5 separate regions of the Mus musculus genome follow, and regions 1, 2, 3 and 5 are each linked to region 4. The links are chromatin contacts, called in public HiCAR-type and promoter capture Hi-C maps. All regions are on one chromosome and are shown on one strand. Each heading gives the region's core, a stretch centred on a gene start, on an enhancer-like site or on the middle of the called end of the contact. The rest is flanking DNA. Distances are from core to core; before and after follow the strand shown. Region 1 holds the start of Mtap (methylthioadenosine phosphorylase). Region 2 holds the start of Plin2 (perilipin 2). Region 3 holds the start of Rps6 (ribosomal protein S6). Region 4 holds the start of Focad (focadhesin). Region 5 holds the start of Dennd4c (DENN/MADD domain containing 4C).

What was found. HiCAR-type assays count read pairs that join an accessible place to other places. Capture Hi-C pulls out chosen DNA fragments and counts their contacts.
Region 1: a contact with region 4 is called in a promoter capture Hi-C map of liver, with 2.9 times the contacts expected there. The contact joins the promoter of Mtap here to the promoter of Focad in region 4. A contact is called at or near these places in 1 of 39 promoter capture datasets (cranial neural crest) and 1 of 9 other capture datasets (liver).
Region 2: a HiCAR-type map of astrocytes shows a contact between it and region 4, with 2.1 times the contacts expected there. The contact joins the promoter of Plin2 here to the promoter of Focad in region 4. A contact is called at or near these places in 1 of 39 promoter capture datasets (hippocampal neurons) and 1 of 115 datasets of contacts at active chromatin or transcription factors (astrocytes).
Region 3: a contact with region 4 is called in a HiCAR-type map of astrocytes, with 4 times the contacts expected there. The contact joins the promoter of Rps6 here to the promoter of Focad in region 4. A contact is called at or near these places in 3 of 39 promoter capture datasets (embryonic stem cells, hippocampal neurons and pre-B cells), 2 of 484 Hi-C or Micro-C datasets (B cells and muscle stem cells) and 4 of 115 datasets of contacts at active chromatin or transcription factors (astrocytes, embryonic hindbrain, embryonic stem cells and 1 more).
Region 5: a promoter capture Hi-C map of liver shows a contact between it and region 4, with 2.6 times the contacts expected there. The contact joins the promoter of Dennd4c here to the promoter of Focad in region 4. A contact is called at or near these places in 1 of 115 datasets of contacts at active chromatin or transcription factors (astrocytes) and 1 of 9 other capture datasets (liver).

The regions. Positions count from the first base shown.
Region 1 is chr4:89,134,597-89,138,662 of GRCm38.p6, forward strand. It overlaps Mtap (methylthioadenosine phosphorylase), which reads left to right and starts at 2,774. Exons shown (of 8, transcript NM_024433.2): 1 at 2,774-2,928. The coding sequence starts at 2,896.
Region 2 is chr4:86,667,927-86,671,773 of GRCm38.p6, forward strand. Plin2 (perilipin 2) reads right to left here and starts at 2,133. Exons shown (of 8, transcript NM_007408.3): 1 at 2,019-2,133; 2 at 724-779; 3 at 441-636. The coding sequence starts at 753.
Region 3 is chr4:86,855,483-86,859,440 of GRCm38.p6, forward strand. It overlaps Rps6 (ribosomal protein S6), which reads right to left and starts at 1,885. Exons shown (of 5, transcript NM_009096.3): 1 at 1,839-1,885; 2 at 1,246-1,377; 3 at 664-874; 4 at 385-531. The coding sequence starts at 1,844.
Region 4 is chr4:88,092,276-88,096,024 of GRCm38.p6, forward strand. Focad (focadhesin) reads left to right here and starts at 2,355. Exons shown (of 44, transcript NM_001081184.1): 1 at 2,355-2,400.
Region 5 is chr4:86,746,768-86,750,643 of GRCm38.p6, forward strand. It overlaps Dennd4c (DENN/MADD domain containing 4C), which reads left to right and starts at 1,788. Exons shown (of 32, transcript NM_184088.1): 1 at 1,788-2,145. It overlaps Gm6521 (predicted gene 6521), which reads right to left and starts at 2,637. Exons shown (of 1, transcript NR_168733.1): 1 at 758-2,637.

The DNA of each region.
Region 1 (4,066 bases), core at 1,524-4,023, 1.0 Mb after region 4:
TTGAGCATTCATGGGGAGGTCAAAGAACAATCCATAGAAATTGGTTCTCGTCTCCTGTAGTAGCTTGGTCTTGTTTTTCCTCCAAGCCCCATGTTCCCAGATAAAAGATTTGGACTCAAATATATTTACAAATACCTTGGTCATATAGCTAGGGTCTTGTCTGACTAGATCATAACTTAAATAACCCAATTGTTTTAAACCACATTCTGTCACGTGACTGGTTACCTGTGCTTGGGTAGCATGTGTCTGTCTAGTCACTTCTTCCTGGGCAAACCTCCCTTGCCTGGCTCTATCAAAGAATTCTTTCTGCCTCTGGGATGTCCCACTTTCTATTCTACCATTTCCTATAGGCCATAGGTTTTTTAATTGACAGGTGATACATCCATACAAAACACAAGAAGTTCTCTCTATAGTCTCCTCATTGGGCTCTGACATCAGGCTGGGCAGCGAACTCCTTTACCTACTGAGCCAGCTCACTACCACATCCTAACCTAATATTTTTGTATCACTTCTGCCATTATGTTTAGTTTTTAGGTTTCTGAGACAGTATCCCACTATGTTTCTCAGGCTGGCCTCAAAGTTACAATCCTCCTGCCTCTGTCTTCTATATGCTAAAATCACAGCCTTACGCCACCACACCCAGCTTTCCATTGTATTTTATAACCTAAAATGATTGTAACAGAAGAAATGTTTATATCTTGAGAAAACTTAGACACAGAGTGGATAATGGCGACGAATGGGTCTACACAGCATCAGGCAGCATCCACACCAACAGAAGGTGGAGATTCATTAAATGGAGGTGTACGGGTATTGCTTTACTACTGACATAAACACCAGCTCTCACACCAAAGACAGTCTGAGAACTTGTTTTGGACCCAAGCATGAGTGGCCAGGGCAGGGAACACAGATTTAGTTCAACCCAAATTATGTTCCAGGACAGTAACAGTTTCACCAAGTTGTCATAGGAACGGAACAACGACAACAACAAAAGTCACACAGGAAAACACTTTGAATGTATTCCTGAAAACATCACACAGGTGACTTATAGGGAAGGATAGAGTGTAGGCTGCAGATGCTACCGATGAGGCTCGCCTTTGGGATTGGTGGGAGCTAGCTTTGTACACTCCAAAAGATTTACCCAATAGGCACAAGGACAATAAGGCACACAGAAAGGCAGATAGTAAGTACCACTTAGTGGGGCAAGACAGGGCAAGGTAGGCTCTGGGCCAGAAACTTTCCAACTCTCCACAAGCCTGATTAGTTCATCGGCCTCGTCGAATGCGAGTCGAGGGTACCTTTTCTCTGGGAACTTTCAGTTAACACTGCTGAGAAGAAGAAAACAGAATCTCCTTCCTTGGCTCCTTCCCAACCACAGAGAAATTTGTAGCTTTTTCTATATCTCGGGGGACCACCCTTAAGATAGCTGTCACCCAGGGCTGGCGAGATGGCTCAGCTGTTAAGAGTACTGTCTGCTCTTCCAAAGGTCCTGAGTTCAAATCCCAGCAACCACATGGTGGCTTACAACCATCCGTAATGAGATCTGATGCCCTCTTCTAGTGCATCTGACGACAGCTACAGTGTACTTAGATATAGTAATAAATAAACCTTAAAAAATGATAGCTGTCACCCAGGGTTGGAGAGATGGCTCAGGGGTTAAGAGCACTTGTAGAGGTAAATTCGGTTTCCAGAATCTATATCAGGCAGTTCACAGTTGCCTGTTACTCCAGCTTCAGGCTGGGTTCTGGACAAACACACACACACACACACACACACACAAACACAAACACACCTGCAGGTATTTGTGTGTGCATACATATAAATAATGAAATAAACTAAGAAAAAAAAAAAGATAGCTGCTGCCCAGCATTTTGTTTGGCGCAGCTTGTACCATCAAAGGCTATAATGAATTGTCCTAGTAGAGAAGGGATAGGGCCTCTCAGAGAGAGTATCCAGGGGAAAGGTCGCTGGGGTCAGAGTGGGTCTTGCTGGTATTGCATCACAGAGACACAGGTCCTGACCTGAATCCTGCTGTACCGTATGCTGCCCTGGCATAGAAAGTTTTGTTTTAATTTTTGCTTATTTTATTGGAGTGAGGATTGAAGCTAGTGTCTCCTTGGATGCTAGATAAACACTTTAGTGCTGAGCTAAATACCAAGCCCTCTGTTTATTTTTGAGATAGACTCTTAATATTGCTCAAGATGGTCTTGAACTCACTCTGTAACCAAGTAAGACTTTGAACTTGCCATACTGCTTGCTGACCAGACTTCATGAGTGAGTGGGATTACAAATCTGCATCACTAGCCATTGTATAAAGGAATTTTAAAAATGCCCCTTGCTGGTAGCATCAGGCTGGGTGTTGGGGAGGGTCCTGCCTCCTTAAAAGCTCCCCGCCAAACAGAAGCTAAATAAACCAGTTTGTAAATCAGAGCTGTGGGGGGCGGGAATCTCAAGCTAGCACTCTTCAGTTTCCCTCCGCCCTCCCCAAAGCCCAGGAATGCGGCAGGCCCTGATTTTACAGCCCTGGCCACCGGGGCAGCCAAGTCGCCGCAGAACTGGCAGTAATGCGCTACCTCACCATGTTCTTGTGAAACAGTTAAAAGACAAAGTGACAAGCACATCCTAAGTGGCTTTTCTATCTTGATCATAGACTCGCCATCAGGCTGCACAGTAACAACAGAAGCCCCGAGAAGCCGAAAACTCTGCAAGAGGGACGGGAGGCGGGAACCTGATTTGAGGAGGAGGGTGGAGGAGAACAGCCAATCCCGCGCTCCCCGGGAGGAAGAGGAGGAGCCAGAGCCCGTGGGTCCCCGCACTGCTCACTCCCGCGCCACGCCGGCCCCGCAGTCTCCTCCCGGTCCCACGCTGCGGCCCGCTGTGGACTTCCCTGGTGCAGACATGGCCTCGGGCTCCGCCTGCACGGCGGTGAAGGTGAGATCACCCTACAAGCTGTGAATGGGCCAGCCCTGCAGGGTTCCTTCTCGAGCCTCCAGGCTGTGTCCCCAGCCGGAGCGCCCCCCACCCACCGCTCAGCAGGGAGGGGACAGGGCGCGCGGCACCCAGCGCCACCCCGATGTCCCCAGCCTTTGAACTCATCTGCATTCCGGGCCCGAGCGGTGGTAACCGGGGCTCTGATGGGGAGTGGGGTAATAGAAGGGGGAGCGGGATGATGGAGGGGACTGCGCCCCGCTGCCACCCTCTTTTAGTACCACTCCCCCCCAGGCGGGAGCTGGCGCGTGGCTCAGCTCCTGCGGCTGCTGCGTCGGTCCCTCTAGTCTTACGGGACTTAAGCTTCCGCTACTTTGACTAGGCCCACGTGGGAGAGCTGGCACTTGCTCTTTTGCATGCTTCGGCTTCATTTCCCCCTCCAAACTTAGATTTCCTTTTGCTTTGTTTTACCTCGGCAGCGCAGAGCTGAGGGAGCTCTGAGACTTTTTAAATACTGAAACAGAGCGCGGACCGCTCTCAGACTGGAGGCCTCTGTCTTATAAACCGCTTTCCAACCTTGAAAGTTAGAGTTATTTTCTTAGGCCTTAGGTCCCCAGAGATCTGGACACAAGGGACTCTTGTGCGCCGGGAACAGCTGGCCAGATGAGAGCATGAGTTCTGAGAGTTGGAGTGAGCCTCCCTTGGGGAGTTTTAAACACATCCTGATTGATGGGTAGAGAGTGGAATAACGGAGCCCAGGAAACACTGGTGTTTAAGTCCTTTCTAGGCTGTTTATTATTAGCCAAGAACGCAGTTAATTTGATTCAGTTTAGGAATTTCTGACCCATGCTACAGGAAGTGCACAGTTTTCTTCAGGCATCCTTTTGATTGCCTGCAGTGCCGTTTGATGCCCTTGCAAGAGGCCCATCTCTGCATTTAGCCTTCAGCGTGCCAGGGCATTGTATACTGGGGCCCTGCAGGGCTTCATGAACCACTCAGGGTGAGGTTGCTGCATTCGGTCATAGGGGCCAACTTTTTCTTTTCTCCATTTTGAAAAGGATTATTTACATTTATAGAAAGCCATGGTTCCAGTCAGCAGGAACGGGGCAGAAAGGGTCTTCATGTGCAAGGTACAGTAGGT
Region 2 (3,847 bases), core at 883-3,382, 1.4 Mb before region 4:
TAGGTAGACTAAAGTGGGCTTGAACACAAAGATCTGCCTGCCTAATTGGACTAACGGCACACACCCTCGAGTATAGGGTTGTTGTTGTTGTTTGTTTGTTTGTTTGTTTGTTTTTCCTTTTTGAGACACTGTCTCATACAGCCCAGGCAGCCTGCAGTTCACTATGTAGCCATGGTCTGCCTTCAACTGACACCTCTTCACCTCCCTTCAAAGTGCTGGGGTGTGAGCACCACGCCTGGCTGGGAAGTTTCTATTAGAGTAATAAGAGTGAGCACCGGTATGGCTGTGAAGAGCCCATCCGTGTGAAGGAAGGTCAGCAGACAGTTTCTGGGTAGAGGAGGGATTGTGCTTCAGGAAGGCCTGGGGGATCCCTGGTGTGACTTAGCACTCACCCTACCCAGTCCCTTGGGCTCAGTGTTGACCGCAGAATCTAGACTCACTTTGTGGCTCCAGCTTCTGGATGATGGGCAGGGCACTTGTCATGGCCGCAGAGGTCACGGTCTTCACGCCCTTCTCGGCCATCTCACACACGGATCTCAAATACGGGTACTGATCCTTTGTACTGACATAAGCGGAGGACACAAGGTCGTAGGTAGAGCTCACCAAGGGCAGGTTGGCCACTCTCATCACCACGCTCTGCAAACACGGAGGAGTGGATAGTAATGACTCAAATCACAAGAAAGGAAAAAGGACCAAGAAACGAATACTTAAAAAAAATCATACCTGTTGCGGATCCACTACTGCTGCTGCCATTTTTTCCTCCTGGAGAAAAGAGACGCCTGGAGAGAAAAGAAACTGGTTTCAGAACATTGAGGACCAATTCCTGTCCCAACCTAGGCAGGCCCACAATTCCAGCATAGACAGTTTCAGTTCCCCAACCCCACCCCTCTAGTTCAGAGCCCTTTTCAAGGCCAACAACCTGACTGGAGGCTCCAGGGCTGTTTACACACTTTCAATAGGAAAGAGTAGTCATTGTCCTGTCTCTTAAATGGGACACTAGAAATGCCTCTGAAATGCCTGTTCTCAAAAATGCTAACCCAAAAGGCAGAAAATTCCATTTAAACAGAAGACATCTTAGATTCCCCCAAACACCTGCCCTTAATTAGTTAATGGATTTATTTCTGTAGGCTTTCTGAGACAGTATTTCTCTTTGTAACAGTCCTGGCTAGCCAGGTTGGCCTGGAACTCACCAGACCTACCTGCCTTTGCCTCCCAAGTGCTAGAATTAAAGATGGCCCTTGCTATACTTAGTCTCTGCCTGTCTAAAGCCCAGGCTGACTCTCTCTACTCTACTTCACTAGTGTTGGTATTAGGTACAGGCCACCATGCCGGGCTCTCAGCATCAGGACTATCAAACTGATACTTGAGGGTGTTTACCACTCTTGTGAACAAGATTGAAACCAGCAGTGGCTGCCTTAATGCTGACTGAGCTCAAGAAAGTCACTCCAGGGAACTGTAAAATCTCCTATCCCCAGTGACCCACACCCACATGAAACTGCCTTCTGCCCAGCAACAGAACCTGTCTAGACTGCTCTGCCTCCAATCCAAAGTCCCAGTTCCTTAGGAAGAACTGTCCAGAAAGCAGAAGCTTCGAGCAGTATCTATACCAAGGAGCAGCCCATAAAATATCTCCTTCCGTTTTCCAAGGGTGAGGTGGGGCTGAGGCAGAGGAGGAGCAAGAGTTTCAGCCCAGCTTGGACCATAGAGAGCCTGCGGGCAGCCAGTGCTGCCTAGTGGGACACTAAAGGAAACCCAGACAATTCTCACTATGCACCTTATAAGTTCTTCTGTGAGGTGTTTCCATTTAAATAAAACCTCGACCGGACAAATGCAAGTTGCTCTACCACAGAAGGACGTGCAAACAGAAAGGAAAACTCTAGAACAAAAGCGAGAGCTTTCCCAACCAGCCCGGGGCTGCTCCCTCCCCCCTCCTCCCCCACCGACCCATTGCTGCAGTTCCGAGCCCAGTGCAGGCAGAGCAGCAGCGGCCTGAGGGCCAGATCTGGTGCAGGACCTACCTAACAGGAGAGCTGAGGGACGAGCAAGTCCGCACGGTCCAGATCACCACACAGCAAAGCGGCCAGAACGACTGTTAAAATATCGCTTGACTGCCCCGCCCAAGCCTCCGAGCCACGTGATAGCCCAGCTGCCTGGGGCCGCTGAACCCTGTGCTGGGCTGGACTGGGACTCTGGGGCCACTCATTGGGGATGAGGGCGTGGGAACCCCAACCTGGTGCCACAATATCGGGGGCCTCCTTGGTTTCCTGAGCCCAGTGCCCTGAGATCCCAGATCAGTACAAGAAGAGCAGGAGCCAGCCGGGGCGAGGCCTTCTGCTGTCTGACTTAGGTCAGGGGTCCTGAAAGCTGCATTGCAAAGATGCAGGGCGTCTTGGGGTTTTGGAAAATGCAGACAAATTAACCAGAGTCTTCAGAAAAGACCACTTCAAAACTGGAAGTTCGGGTTCTAACCTTTTACTTTAAGTCAAGAAAGTTACAAAGATGTGTGGAATTCCAACACGTTAATGACCTGTAGGGACTTCTGGTTTACTGCTCTATGGATGTAAACAATTCATCCATGGGATGTGGCGGCTCTGGTCTGTAATCCCCAGCCAGCACTAGGGAAATTGCGGCAGGAGGATTGTTGTGAGTTCTAGGCCAGAAAAAATACCGTTCTCAAAGAGAGACAACTTATCAAAAGCTTCTAATTAAAAGGTTGATCTGAATTTCCACAAGCAAAGCTTGAGCCTCTCTTCTGTGTTTTCTTTAGTAAAACAATTCCAAATTGCTCCTTAGTGATATCAGCCAACAACTAAGGAAGATGGCCAACTTTATCGTGACTTATGCAATATTTTTAAGTGGTCTGAATCATTTTTTAATCCTTGTCGAGAGGGCAGGGACGTGAACTGGGTTATTTGATCTTGAAAGTTGTACAGCCATCTGGAGTCATAAGGGTTCAGGGAATTTCTTTCCTGGAAAAAGATACAGGTGCAGGCCTTCTAGTTCCTTGCAAGGGAAACTAGAAGGAACAGTTGAAGATAGGAAGGAAGCTCTTGTGCCCTAGCTACATAGATCCCCTGTCACCAGAATATGTAATAAGAGCAACAGCAACAGTGCTGGGCCCTACTAACCGGGGCTTGTGGAAGGTGCCTTTGGAGCTATGGAATTTGAACTCTGGGCAGCACTCACCTCCACGTCAATCATTTCCCCAAAGTTGCATACACACAAGCGCTGCTTACTTTTTCAAAGGTCCAAAGAGCCAAACTGGCTTCATTAATATGTGTGCCTGAATCAATCCATTGCAGGCACTGGAAGACACCACCGTATAATTATAAAGGAAAAAGAAAAAGAAGAAATGTCTGGAAGTCCAAAGATGCTCTGGATGTTTTTATTAAAGATTGTGTTTTACATGCGTATGCATGTATGTATGTATGTATGTATGTATGTATGTATGTATGCCACATCTGTGCAGATGTCATCTGAGACCTTTTAGAAAAGGACATTGGATTGCTAGGAGCTGAAGTTTAGCTGATTGTGAGCCAAAGCACTCAGGAGACTGAGACAGGAGGATTACAGGTTTGAGACTAGGTTGAGCTACATAGTGAATACCAAACCAGGCAGGCTACACAGCAAGACACTGACCCCACCAAACCAAACCAAACCAAACCACCCCACAATTCTCCTTCTGATAGTGATGATGATGTAAAAATGAGAACAATCAACTACATCCTTTTTTTAAATTTAATTTTATTTTTTGGTATTATTCTAAGTCAGAGGTTCTCAACCTGTGGGTCATGGCTCAGGAGTCTAACAACCCTTTCACAGGGGCCGCCTAAGACTATCTGCATAG
Region 3 (3,958 bases), core at 635-3,134, 1.2 Mb before region 4:
GTACCTGATGCTGTACTCTTCATTAATGAGTATGCTGCCTAACACATAGTATTTTTTCTTACGTTTAAGTGTTTTTCCTGACTTCCATAATCTATGTCCCAGAGGTGACAAATACGAGAGCCAGTCATCAGTAAGTCCAAAACACCAGCTTAGAACCCGGTCTCTCCAAAATCCTCTCCTGCAAGTTGTCCTCTAGCCCCTACATATACATCAAGTGCTTTAAAGGATTTTCAAATGTATTAAAATGAGAATGCCTTCGTAATCTCAGAATCCTGGCCATTCCTAACCCCAAAGCCATGAACATAAAGTCTGGTAAGCCAGACTCCGGGCTGGCAAGCAAAGCTGCAGCAGTAGCACAATACACCCCCCCCCCAAATCCATTACCTTCTTTGTTTAAGGGCTTCCTGACAACATACTGGCGGACATCATCTTCTTTGGAGAGATTAAAAAGCTTGCGGATTCTACTAGCCCTTTTAGGTCCCAACCGACGAGGCACAGTAGTGTCTGTCAGTCCAGGAATATCCTTCTCTCCTTAAAGAAACAATCAAAATAGAGACATTAAATGTTTATCACTTGGGAAACAACTTCTTGGGCCAATGCCCACTACCTAGGAGGCAGATCTCTCTCAATAAACAAGCAAGCAAGCTTCAACAAAAGCCTCACCTTTCTTTACAATGACCAAGTTGAGAACACTGAGATTAGCGTCCACAATGCATCCACGAACAGACTTGCGCTTCCTCTCTCCAGTTCTCCTTGGCCTGTAACAGGAATGCCCCTTACTCAACAGCAGGCGCACTCTGCCATGGGTCAGAACACCTTGCTTCATGGGAAAACCTTGCTTGTCATTCCCACCGCTGATCCGGACCACATAACCCTGCGTTGAACATAAAATAACAACATTTTACTAGTTCAGTTCCAACCTACTAAGTGCAGGTTCTTAACCTCTTAGGTTCAACACCCGACTAGGGAGAATAACTGAGACCAATTTCAACCACTCACGTTTTGTCTCCGTTTCCAACTAAGGTAAACTAGCCATCTCTCTCCTTTTGACTTACCCTGACTACCCCGGTTTTACTAGCATGAACATGAAAGGCTTTTTTTAAGACCCTGAATTCCGTACGGCAAGCAAGAAAGAAGCATGTCCTTTCGGCCCATTTCCCCAAACTTGGTTCTATTAATGAAACTTAACCCAAAACAGCCCTTGCGCTCGCCAAGCTGGGACATGGATGCCGGTAACAACCTTACCTTCCACTCTTCACCAAGAGCATCAGCGGCTACTTCCGTGGCCATGCGCTTCTCATAGAAGGTGCGGAGCTTGCGCTCGTCATCCACCTCGATGAGCTTCTGACAGCCGGTGGCGGGGAAGGAGATGTTCAGCTACAGTTTTAAAGGGGGACAAGAGAGAACCTTAGGGACCCAAGCCGGGCCGACAACGCAGGGCGTCCGAGGCTCGGATCCCACGCCCGGCAAAGCGCCGCATCCACGGGACATTTTACAGGAGCTCTGTGGGATGCTGAGGACGCCGGGCGACCCTCAAGACCTCCGCTAGCAGAGTGGCGAGGGCTCGAGAGCCGCAAGGCTGCCAGCCGCGAGCGGGGCTTCGGGACCGCGCGTGCCGGGCCCGGAGCCGGGCGCCGCTATGGCGCTACGTCCACCGCGGCGGCGCTGCAATCGCCCGCCATCCGCTCTCCCAGAGCGTCCCAGGGCCGCCAAAACGAGTTCCCTCCCGCCTCGGATCCTTCTCCACTTAGTGCGGGACTTATGCGAGCCTGGGACCGAGGCCGTGCCGCACGCTCGGGCTCGGGCGGCCTCACTCGGCCCTGGCCGGGGACGCCTACCTTCATCTTGACACAGCCGAGCGCCTGGGAGGCGTCACGAAAAAGAGGCCCGACTTCCGCTTAACCCAGGGCACATAGCGCTCTAAGTTCTCGCGAGAACAGCCGGCGGAAGTGACTTTAGAGGGGCGTTACTTCCGGGCGTAGATTAACTAGACTATGGAGAGGCCGGTTTGCAGCGAGCTGTCATTTTAGCTTCCTGGACCTTCCTGGTGACGGGGTCTGTCGTTTATCACCGGGGTTAGCCGCTTCCAGACTGGTCTACTGAGGAGCCGAATCTCCGTTTGCGACCCTGGTTTCTAGTAGTACCTAAAATGGGAAAGCACGACCGGAATTGTCGCCCTGGCTGTCAGGTCCCTCATCCGTACAGAAGATTTCCAATCCGGGATCTTGTCCTGATCCCAGCGATTGAGTGGCTCCTGTAGTCGCCGGACCGCAGAGGCTAAGCAGTCACGTTTACCCAGCACAGACATCTATCGTATGCCTCAGAGTCTTGAGCCTCTCTGCTTTCGCTCTTCTTCTGCCAAAATTGTCCCTTTTGTGGCTGGGCTGGGGGTGACAACTCAGATTGGAAATTGAGCCTCGGGGCTCATCACTGAGCGGCACCGTCGTTGTCAGCTCTTTTTTCAAAACACAAATTAACACCATTTCCATGCTTGTTTACTGCAGTCACACACAGTTCTGTTCAAACTCGTCTTTTGTTTTTCTGAGACTGTCTTTGTATAAAACCCTGGCTGTTCTGAAAGTCTCTATGTACATCATACCCATCTGCTCACCACTGTCACCAATTTCTGTCTCTAAAATTTTGAGTAAGTCCATCATGTGATGGAATCAAATGGAAGTTGTCTTTTTATAACTGGCTGGCTTCACTGAGTGCAGTCTTCAAGTTTATATTTTTCTTCCTTTTAAAGGCGCGTGTGTGTGTGTGTGTGTGCGCGCGCGTGCGCGCGCGCGCGATCACATTTTGTGTGTTGATTTTCTTGTTGAACATTTTTGTTGCTTTATACAATATCCTTGGAAGTATGGCTGCCTGCCTCTGCCCTCAGACATCAGAAGGGGTCTGATCCCTTTGAATTGGAGTTACAGATGGTTGTCAGCTGCCATGAAGGTTCTGGGAATTGAATGCTGGTCCTCTGGAAGCCCAGCTACTAGTCTTAACCACTGAGATGTCTCTCCAGACCCTGTGACCTATTTTTAAATTTTGGATTGTTAGACCTGCCATTGGTGATGCCTGCTTCTAACCCTGGCACTATGGAAACAGGCAGGACGGCTGTCACAAGTTCTTGCCAGCTTGGACTATATAGTAAATTCCAGGGTAGGCAGAAATACACAGTGAGAGCCTGAATCAAACATGCACACAAGTGAGAGAGGGGTTGGAGGAGCTTGCATGTGATACTGAGGTATCTGAAGGCAGGCTTTCACCTTGCAGCCCAGGCTGATGTCAAACTCCACGGTGTTGCTGGGGGATGACTCCTGATCCTGGAGCTTTCACCTCTCAAGTGCTGAGATTATCATAGGCCTGTGCCACCGCAATCTGATCTTAAAGACTGGTCCCTGTTTATTTTAGTTCTTGTATTAGGTCAGTGGTCCACTTGGAGTTTTGTTTTTTAAACCAAGTCTTACTGTGTTGCCTAGGCTGGCCTCTTGGCCTCTGTACTTGAACAGTCCTTTTACAGCCTTCCAAGTGGCTGGAACTACAACACATGCCATTGAAATCTGCACAGTGGTCATGCTCATATGTCTCTCCAACAGTAGACTCGCCTCCTCCTTTCCCATGTAGGTATGTAGTTGTTCCGGCAGTGCATGTGATGGGAGCGCTCTCCACACACTTGACCTGACCCTTTGGTTTGTTATGGCTGTCCAGTGCCAGGTCACACTAGTTTTGTTTTTGTTTTTTGAGACAGGGTTTCTCTGTTTAATCCTGGCTGTCCTGGAACTCACTCTGAAGACTAGGCTGGCCTTGAACTCAGAAATCCACCTGCCTCTCCCTCTCAAGTGCTGGGATTAAAGGCGTGTGCCACCACTGCCTGGCCATACTGTTTTGATTACCATAATTTTGTAAGATTCCTAGAATGGGCCTTGTAATGCTAACACTCACAAGGAGAGATGGGAGAGTTGTGAAT
Region 4 (3,749 bases), core at 1,105-3,604:
TCACAGAGATCCACCTGCTTCTGGGATTAAAGGCATGCACCACCACTGCCCAGCTCATCTTGCAATGCCTATGTTGAAAGCTAATTTCCAATGCAATAGCATTAATAGCTGGGGTTATAGCTTAGTGGTAGAGCAATTGCCTAGCACATGCAAAGCCTTGGGTTATCCCCAGCATGCTAGGGAGGAGGGCACGATGCCCCTGGAGGTGATTAGGTCATAATGACTAAACCTCAAGGATGTGGTTAGTATCGTTATCAGAATAGTTTGATACAGGTACAATGTGACCCCATCACCTGGGAGGCTGAGGCAAGAGAATGGTGAGTGAAAGTCAACTTCAAGTATATAGTACTTTGGATGTGAGCCTGGGCAATGGAGTGAGACACTGTGACAAGGAAAGAGGAAGAGCAGGATATGGGGTAGGAAGGTTTGCAGGGGAGAGGGTCCTAGTGAGTATAGAGCACATACTTAGAATGCATGAAGCCCACAGTTTGACCTTTCAGAATCATCAGGGAGAAAATACAAAGAAACAAAAACAGTGTTGGGAGTCTTTACCCCATCTGCTATAGGAGGGCACTGAGAAGGTATTGTCTGTAGAGCAAGCCCCACACCAGATGACAAATCTGCTCATTCCTGGCTTGGGACTTTCTAGCCTATCGAATGAGGGATACATTTTTTATTATCTGTAATATATTCACTCAGTAAGATATTTTCTCATTGGAGTCAAAAATGGGCTAAGATCTTTCAGAGTAAGTATTTCCCCACAAGATCCTAAACTATCAGTTTTGGAGACAGACACTTTATTGAGAACAGGATGGCTGGTTTCAAATGTATCAGCTAGGTAAATAGCCTTGGTCAAAGTGTTTCATATTTTGTGCTTAGTTTCCTTATTTGAAAAAAATGTAATAACTTTACTATTCAACTTGGTCTGTGAATTAAATAAGTTGATATACTTAAAACAGTATACCAGACATAACTACATGCTCGATTAGGAACAAGTGAGCCTCAAGAAACACAGGAATAAGCCAGGGGTGTGGCCCATGCCTTTAGTCCCAGCACTTGGGGGGCAGAGGCAGGCAGATCTCTGATTTTGAGGCCAGTCTTGTCTACAAAAAGCATATTATAATGACCTTGCAAATTTAACTTACAAAACTGCTTGCTACAAAATGAGAGCCTGTCTCAAAAAACCAAATACAGGAATAGACAAAGGAAACAAATTTAAAATGTTCCTAAAATTTGTACTTGTGTAGTTGGAAAACTTATGGGAATATCATCAAACTAATAAAACCAAAAAGGTAATTATAAATCTCACAGAACTCCCATGTCCCCAAGGATATAAGCGATTGAATACAGGAACATGTTCAAAATTAATTTAGATAAATTCTTACAGAATGAATGCATTATAAGTTATTGGAAGATCTAGAGATGGTGTGTGGAATGTAATTATTGTTCTGAGGTGAAGTATAGGAAACCAAGAATTTCCTGTTAGCATATTATAATGACCTTGCAAATTTAACTTACAAAACTGCTTGCTAAATTCCTACCACAGAATTAGAATCTCTAGAGATGTACCCAGGCTTCTTTTAAAGCGTCCTAATGCTTCTAAAAGTGCATGGGGTTTCAGAAACAGTCAGGTAATAGATTTCTATTCCTTTTAACTTATTTATTTATTTATAAACGCAGTTGTTTTCGTTTCTGCTGCGTTGTGCCAGGTGTCACAGACTTCCCCTGTGGGACCATTCCTTCCTATTTCGCTAAAGAAAATGCTTGGCTATAATAAATGTTATATAACAATAATAGTCGTGGTAAAGTTCTTTGAGCCAGCTCTCTTTAGATCAAATTCCCCCGTAGCAGAAATTCCTGGGCCTTGACAACTATACAAGTAGAAGCAAGGGCACAGCAGGAAGAAATGAAGTCACTGAGCAGCAGCTCCAGGAAGCAAGCTGGCTCTGAACCCTAGCTATCATGAGTACTCCAACCCCGCTCCCCCTGCCCCTCCTCCCCACTCCAGTCACGAGGATTTACAAAATCTCCAAATATCAAGAAGCTGTCCTGCATCTCCTAAAGCTGCCAACAGGACTCCCTGGCTCTGTGCAGTGGCATCTCCAGACAGGATCCTTTGCTTTCACATCCCAGAGCCTGAAGATCAGCCTGCACCCCTGCGAAGTCTGGCTGTGGCTAGGGCTGGGACCCAGCTTCACTTCAACATCTAACTGCAGTGAGCCGCCAAGGCCTTGTCACGCATGCGCGCGAGGGGGCGGGCATCCCAGCAGAGGAGGCGGGACTGGTTCTTGAAGTAGGTTTCGTATTGGCTGTCTCCGACAGGACCCGCCTCCGAGCGGTGGAGGCGGTGCGTGGGACACGTCAGGCACGGGAGCAGGCTGTGCCTGTGGCAGAAGTGAGGTAAGCCATGCGGCGTGGCTGACCGTCCACCGGCGGCAGCCGGGTGGGCAGTTGCCGCATCGGGTCCGGCTGCAGCCGCGGTCACGGGGGCGAGGGCGACCGAAGCTGGACCACTTGGGCTGGGGTGCAGGCCCGCGGCGGAGCATGTGGCGGCAAGGCCGTGGCGTCGCGTGAGGCGGGCAGGGCATTTGACCTGCTGCCCCTATTGCTGGTCCAGCGAAGCGTCCGGCTCCCGGAGGATCTGGCCTCAAGCGGTTCCCTGGTGTAAGGCTCCAGGACCCGCTGGCAGTGGAGGGGCTTGGCAGCCGGAGAGGCTGGCACGATCTGTCTAGCTTACCTGCCTCAGGTTGCGGTTGTCACCCCTCCTTAACCCGGTCGCTGGTTCGGGGCAGCGCCAGAGATCCTGGTGTCCTCTTGTCTGGCCTGGGGTGACTGTCTGAGTTCCCCGGGACTCAGACGCAGTTTTTGTCCACTTTAATGCAAAGGCTCTTGGGTGAGCAGAGCCTGTTTTCTGACTCAGGTCTCTGGCTCTGAAGAGTTTTTCTGTGGGGCTTCAGCGGTTGCAGGCGCCTGCGGTTGTGTAGGACTTAATCCCAGTTTGTTTCAGCCATGGTGCCTTGACCCCTTGTTTGTAGTTTTGGATCCAGTGAAATCATACCGTCATTGACTCATTCATTGCAAACTTTTAAAATGAGTTCCTTGGTGGATAGATAGTACCTGCCTTTGCTTGCATTTAATATGCCAGTGCTAGTGTCTGAGTTGACAAGATTTGAGATGGATTTTTTTTTTTTTTGTGGTTCATTTTTAGGATCTAGATTTAGATGCAAAAGATGAAGCTCTCTTGGACCTTATTCCAAGGGTTTTTTTTTTTTTTTTTTTTTTTTTTTTGTTGCTTTGGTTTATTTATTTATTTATTTATTTAATTTTGTTTTTTGCTTTTCCCTCTCCTTCTAATAAACCCTAAAGCCCATTGGCCCTGAGGGGTGATCCTAGTGCTTCCTATGGAAAAGTAAAGGGATGTGATTACAAGTATTCTGTAATTTTGGAATGTTCAAATTTTACAAAATTTACAAATGTTCAAGATTTACTGAACGGTGTTAGCAGTTGGGAACCAACTAAGTAAAAAACACATGATGTCATTTATGATTGTGTATTTTATGCTCCAGTGACAAGTGTTTCTGTTCACAAACACTTGACTAGCAAGCGAGTGAGTGCATGGTTACAATTTTGATTGACATCCAGTTTCTGCAAAGAAAGTACCATGACTCATCTAAATTTTGAAGTGTAATAATCATGAAGTTTTTTGTTATATATAAAAATACTCCATAGAGATAACTGGACAAGAATGC
Region 5 (3,876 bases), core at 538-3,037, 1.3 Mb before region 4:
AAACAAACAAAAAAAGAAGTCCACAAGCTAGGTTTTCAAATATGAATGTGTCCCTTAACGTTTCTGCTGGCTGGACTGTTAGGATGCTTCCAGGGCCCTAGATCAACTCCTAACTATTGTTAATGGAACCATATTTATATCACTGTTTCTTCTTGAATCAATTCTGACTGCGAATGTGGTTAGGAAAATGGTGTCTGCTATAGAAGTCAAAAGCCAAAACTTTTCAAACCTGCAGTTAACTTCAGAAATAGACAACCAGGCACATATCAACCAGACTTAACATTATTACACTTGTTAGCAAAAACCGTGAGCAAATGAAAGAGAAACTCTCAGCAAAGTGACCACTATGAACACGGGAGTTCACCCGCTACGCACACATATTTAAAATAATTTAATGAACTTTTTGTTTTTCGAGACAAGGTTTTTTTTTTTCTGTATAGATAGCCCTGGCTGTCTTGGAACTCACTCTGTAGACCAGGCTGGCCTCGAACTCAGAAAATGCCTGCCTCTGCCTCCCAAGTGCTGAGATTAAAGGAATGCGCCACCACTGCTCGGCTTAATGAAATTTTTAACAGCATACAAAGAAAAGGGTTTCACTAAGACATGCTCAAAAACATCAGTCACTTTTGTTCTACTCCCCCCCCCCCCAGCCACCCCTGCCGCCTAATCTGTCTTTTGCCAAGAGGAAAAAAGTTGTAACTTATTTTAAGCTATTTGTTCCTTGAAAAATTGATACCCTAAAAAAATTGTCACCAAGTGGTAGCACAAGTCTTTAATTCCAGCAATGGAGGGTGAGTGTTTAAGGCCAGCCTGATTTACAAATAAGACTTGCAGGAAATGCCAGGGCTAAATAGTGAGACCCTACACACCACCTTACCTTCTGCCAAACAAACAAAACAAATTAAAATATTTTGTCAAAATTTCATTACAGTGAAGACTCTCCAATTCCGTCCTTCAGTACCTGCAGAACTGAAAATTGGGTGCTAAAGAGATTATTATTTCAGAGTACTTGCTGCTCTCTTTAGGACCAGAGTCAAATCCTCAGCACTCTGTCCTGAGGCTCACAACCATCAGCTTCAGAATGTTTACCTCGAGATCTAGGTTACCTTTGAGAGGCAGCAAATTACGATTATCTAAACTAAAGAGTTACTCGTTTGGCGTTATCAAAATCTGGATAGAAGTAGAGAAAGACAACGCAGCTAAGGTCTCTCAGAGGTCTTTGGATGGCTTAGAGAAGGGCAGCCCTCCAGTGTCACTCAGACTTTGGGGTCACACAATTATGGGTGGAACTTCCAGCCTCTACTAAAGAGAAACTGCAAGTCTCTCTAGGCTTTTTTTTTTCTTTCATTGACCTTGAGCTATTCTAAGTCACTTTCTCATTCTCTGAAAACCTGAGCCTGGAGAGGCGGTAGTCACCTGCCACAGGCAACCGCAACAAAACAAAACAAAACAAAACAAAACAAAACAAAACAAAACAAAACAAAACAAAACAAAACAAAACACCGCAGAACAAACAGAAAGGTTACAACTAGCGCCAGGAGAGCTGGAGGACTCTCGCTTCGGCGTCGGGATTCTAAGGAGCGCCCCGAGGTCCGCCAGAATTCTGCCAGGAGGAGGGCGCTCGCGGGGCGGGGCACAAGCGCAGAGGCGTGGCCTGAGCCTGAGGCTTGGTAGGAGTCTGGGGGCGTGGGTCAACCTCTGGGTGGAGCCCAACCACAGGGGCGTGGCTCTAGCGGGGCGGGTCCGACCTCGGACCCCACCCCCCGCGTCCTTTCTACCGCCCCCGCAGAAGGAAAGGGAGAGGGACGGAGGGAGGGAAAGTGGTGTTCTGTGGAAAAGAGCGGAAGGAAGGGAAGGCAAAAAAGAATAGGGAACAGAAACATGGCGGTCTGTGGTCCGGACAGTCTCGCCCCGGGCAGTGCCTAGACGTCGGTCCTCCCGCAGCGCCCGCGGCCCGCGAGCCCTTCGGTCGGCAGTTGCCCTCGCTGCAGGCTGTCCCCTGGAGACCCGGCCGCGCGGAGGCGCAGGCGCAGAGGGGCCCCGGAGTCCCGGCCCTGCCAGCGGAGGGTGCCCAGGCCGCGTAGCCGGCGCTTTCTCACCCCAGGAAGCTCCGGTGTCGGACAGTCGCCGACTGGGCCGGCGCAGGTGAGTCCGCACCGCTGCCCTGCCCGATTCCTCCCGCTCCGCCAGGCCGCTCAGGTAGCGTGCGGGACCGCGCGGGAGGAGGGGAGCGGCCGGCTGGCCTAGTCGCTGAGTGAGTGGGCGGGAGGTCCCCGGAGCCCGCGGGCTGCCGTTCGGAGAGGCTGCGGCCGGAGGGCCTCGAGAGGATCGACTCGGTGCAGGGACCGGGCCTGGCCTCTGCCGCCGGGGTGAGGCGGGAACCAGGCTCTCCGGCCCTGGCCCGGCCGGCGGGGTGCTGAGCGGTGGCAGCTGGGGTGGAGCGTAAGGATCCGTGGACGCTGCGGAGGTGGAGGTACCGGGGTGCAGGCAGGTGCCGCAGGTGAATCCAGGGCATTTCCTCCTCTGCCGGACCGTGGCTGATGTTTAGGGCTGCTTTGTTGGGGATAACTTATAGGAAGGCTCCATTCAGCTCTGGAGTGACTAAACTCAAATAAAGCCAACTAATGAGCCCCTAAGTGCTGACTCTTGTAAGAGCCGTAACTTTAAAGCATTGGAGATGCTGTCACCTCTTCCCCCTCCCCTTTTTGTGATTCGTAGGCCGTTTCCCTCCCGAAGAATGTGCTTGGAGAGAACAAATAAGGAATGACCCAGTTTTTAAAATGCCGCCCCCCCAACCCCCGCTCCCCTTCAAATTTCGTTGGTTTCACACGGGAAAATTTAAGGCAGTTACTGTAGTTACTTGAGCAAATGTGAGAGAAGGCGTCATTCCTGCCTACTGAGAGCACAACTTGCTGTGCGATTTTGTCTAGAGAGGTCATGCACTGTAGTCTGAGCAGTTGACGTACTTAGGCTACTTAATTGTGTGCAAACTCGAGTCCCTAGAAATAGGTCTTGCCGTCTTATCTCCATGCTTCCAAGAAGCAAGCTAGAAAAGATCCTTAGGTGTAGTGTCCTGTTGGCCAGGTTTTCAGTAAACATTTCATTTGATTTGATAACCATGTAAATATACTAAACTACCTCGAATCTAGAACTCATTATGTGACTTTTTTGTTAAAAAAAATTTGCAAAAGGAAAACTTTTTATCATAGTCATTATAACCATAAAACCCACTATATTTTCTGCTTTGCTCTCAATATTAATGTTAAAAAGTTAGCAAACTGCCTTCTTGATAAGACTGGGAACTTAGAAATCTCAGACATAATCTTAGATTTGTGCTCATGAATATGACCTGCCTCTTACTGGATTGCTCTTTTAGTTAGTGGCAATAGGTTTTCTGCTATTCAGTCCACTCCTTTGACCATTTACTATTTATAAAGAAATGGATTGAGATTAAGGGGTCTAATCCTCTTTATTACCGGTCTTGGAGAAGTGATCCCATGTCATTTGATTTTTGGCCAGTAGTACCTTGCTTGGAGTATAATTGTTTGTTTATTTGAATAATAGAAAAGATGTGTCAGAAATGTTGATGTTTTGTATTTTAATAATTTACTCCTGTGTAATTTGTAAACGAGTGCATTCTGGTGGGAATAAACACAGCGTTTGTAGTATAAACTTGAGCTTGTAGCTGAAGAAATTTGTGGAAAAGTTGTGGGTGGAGACTATTCTTAAAAACAAATGTTTTAAAGTACAAGGAACTGCCGCGTTGTGTGGGCTGTGACAGTTGAGGATGGCAGGTTTGGATGGTTATTTGGGCAAGAGCTCTGTCTAAGGAAACACATACTGCATCGTAGGAACCGGCAGTTTGTAACTTTTGCA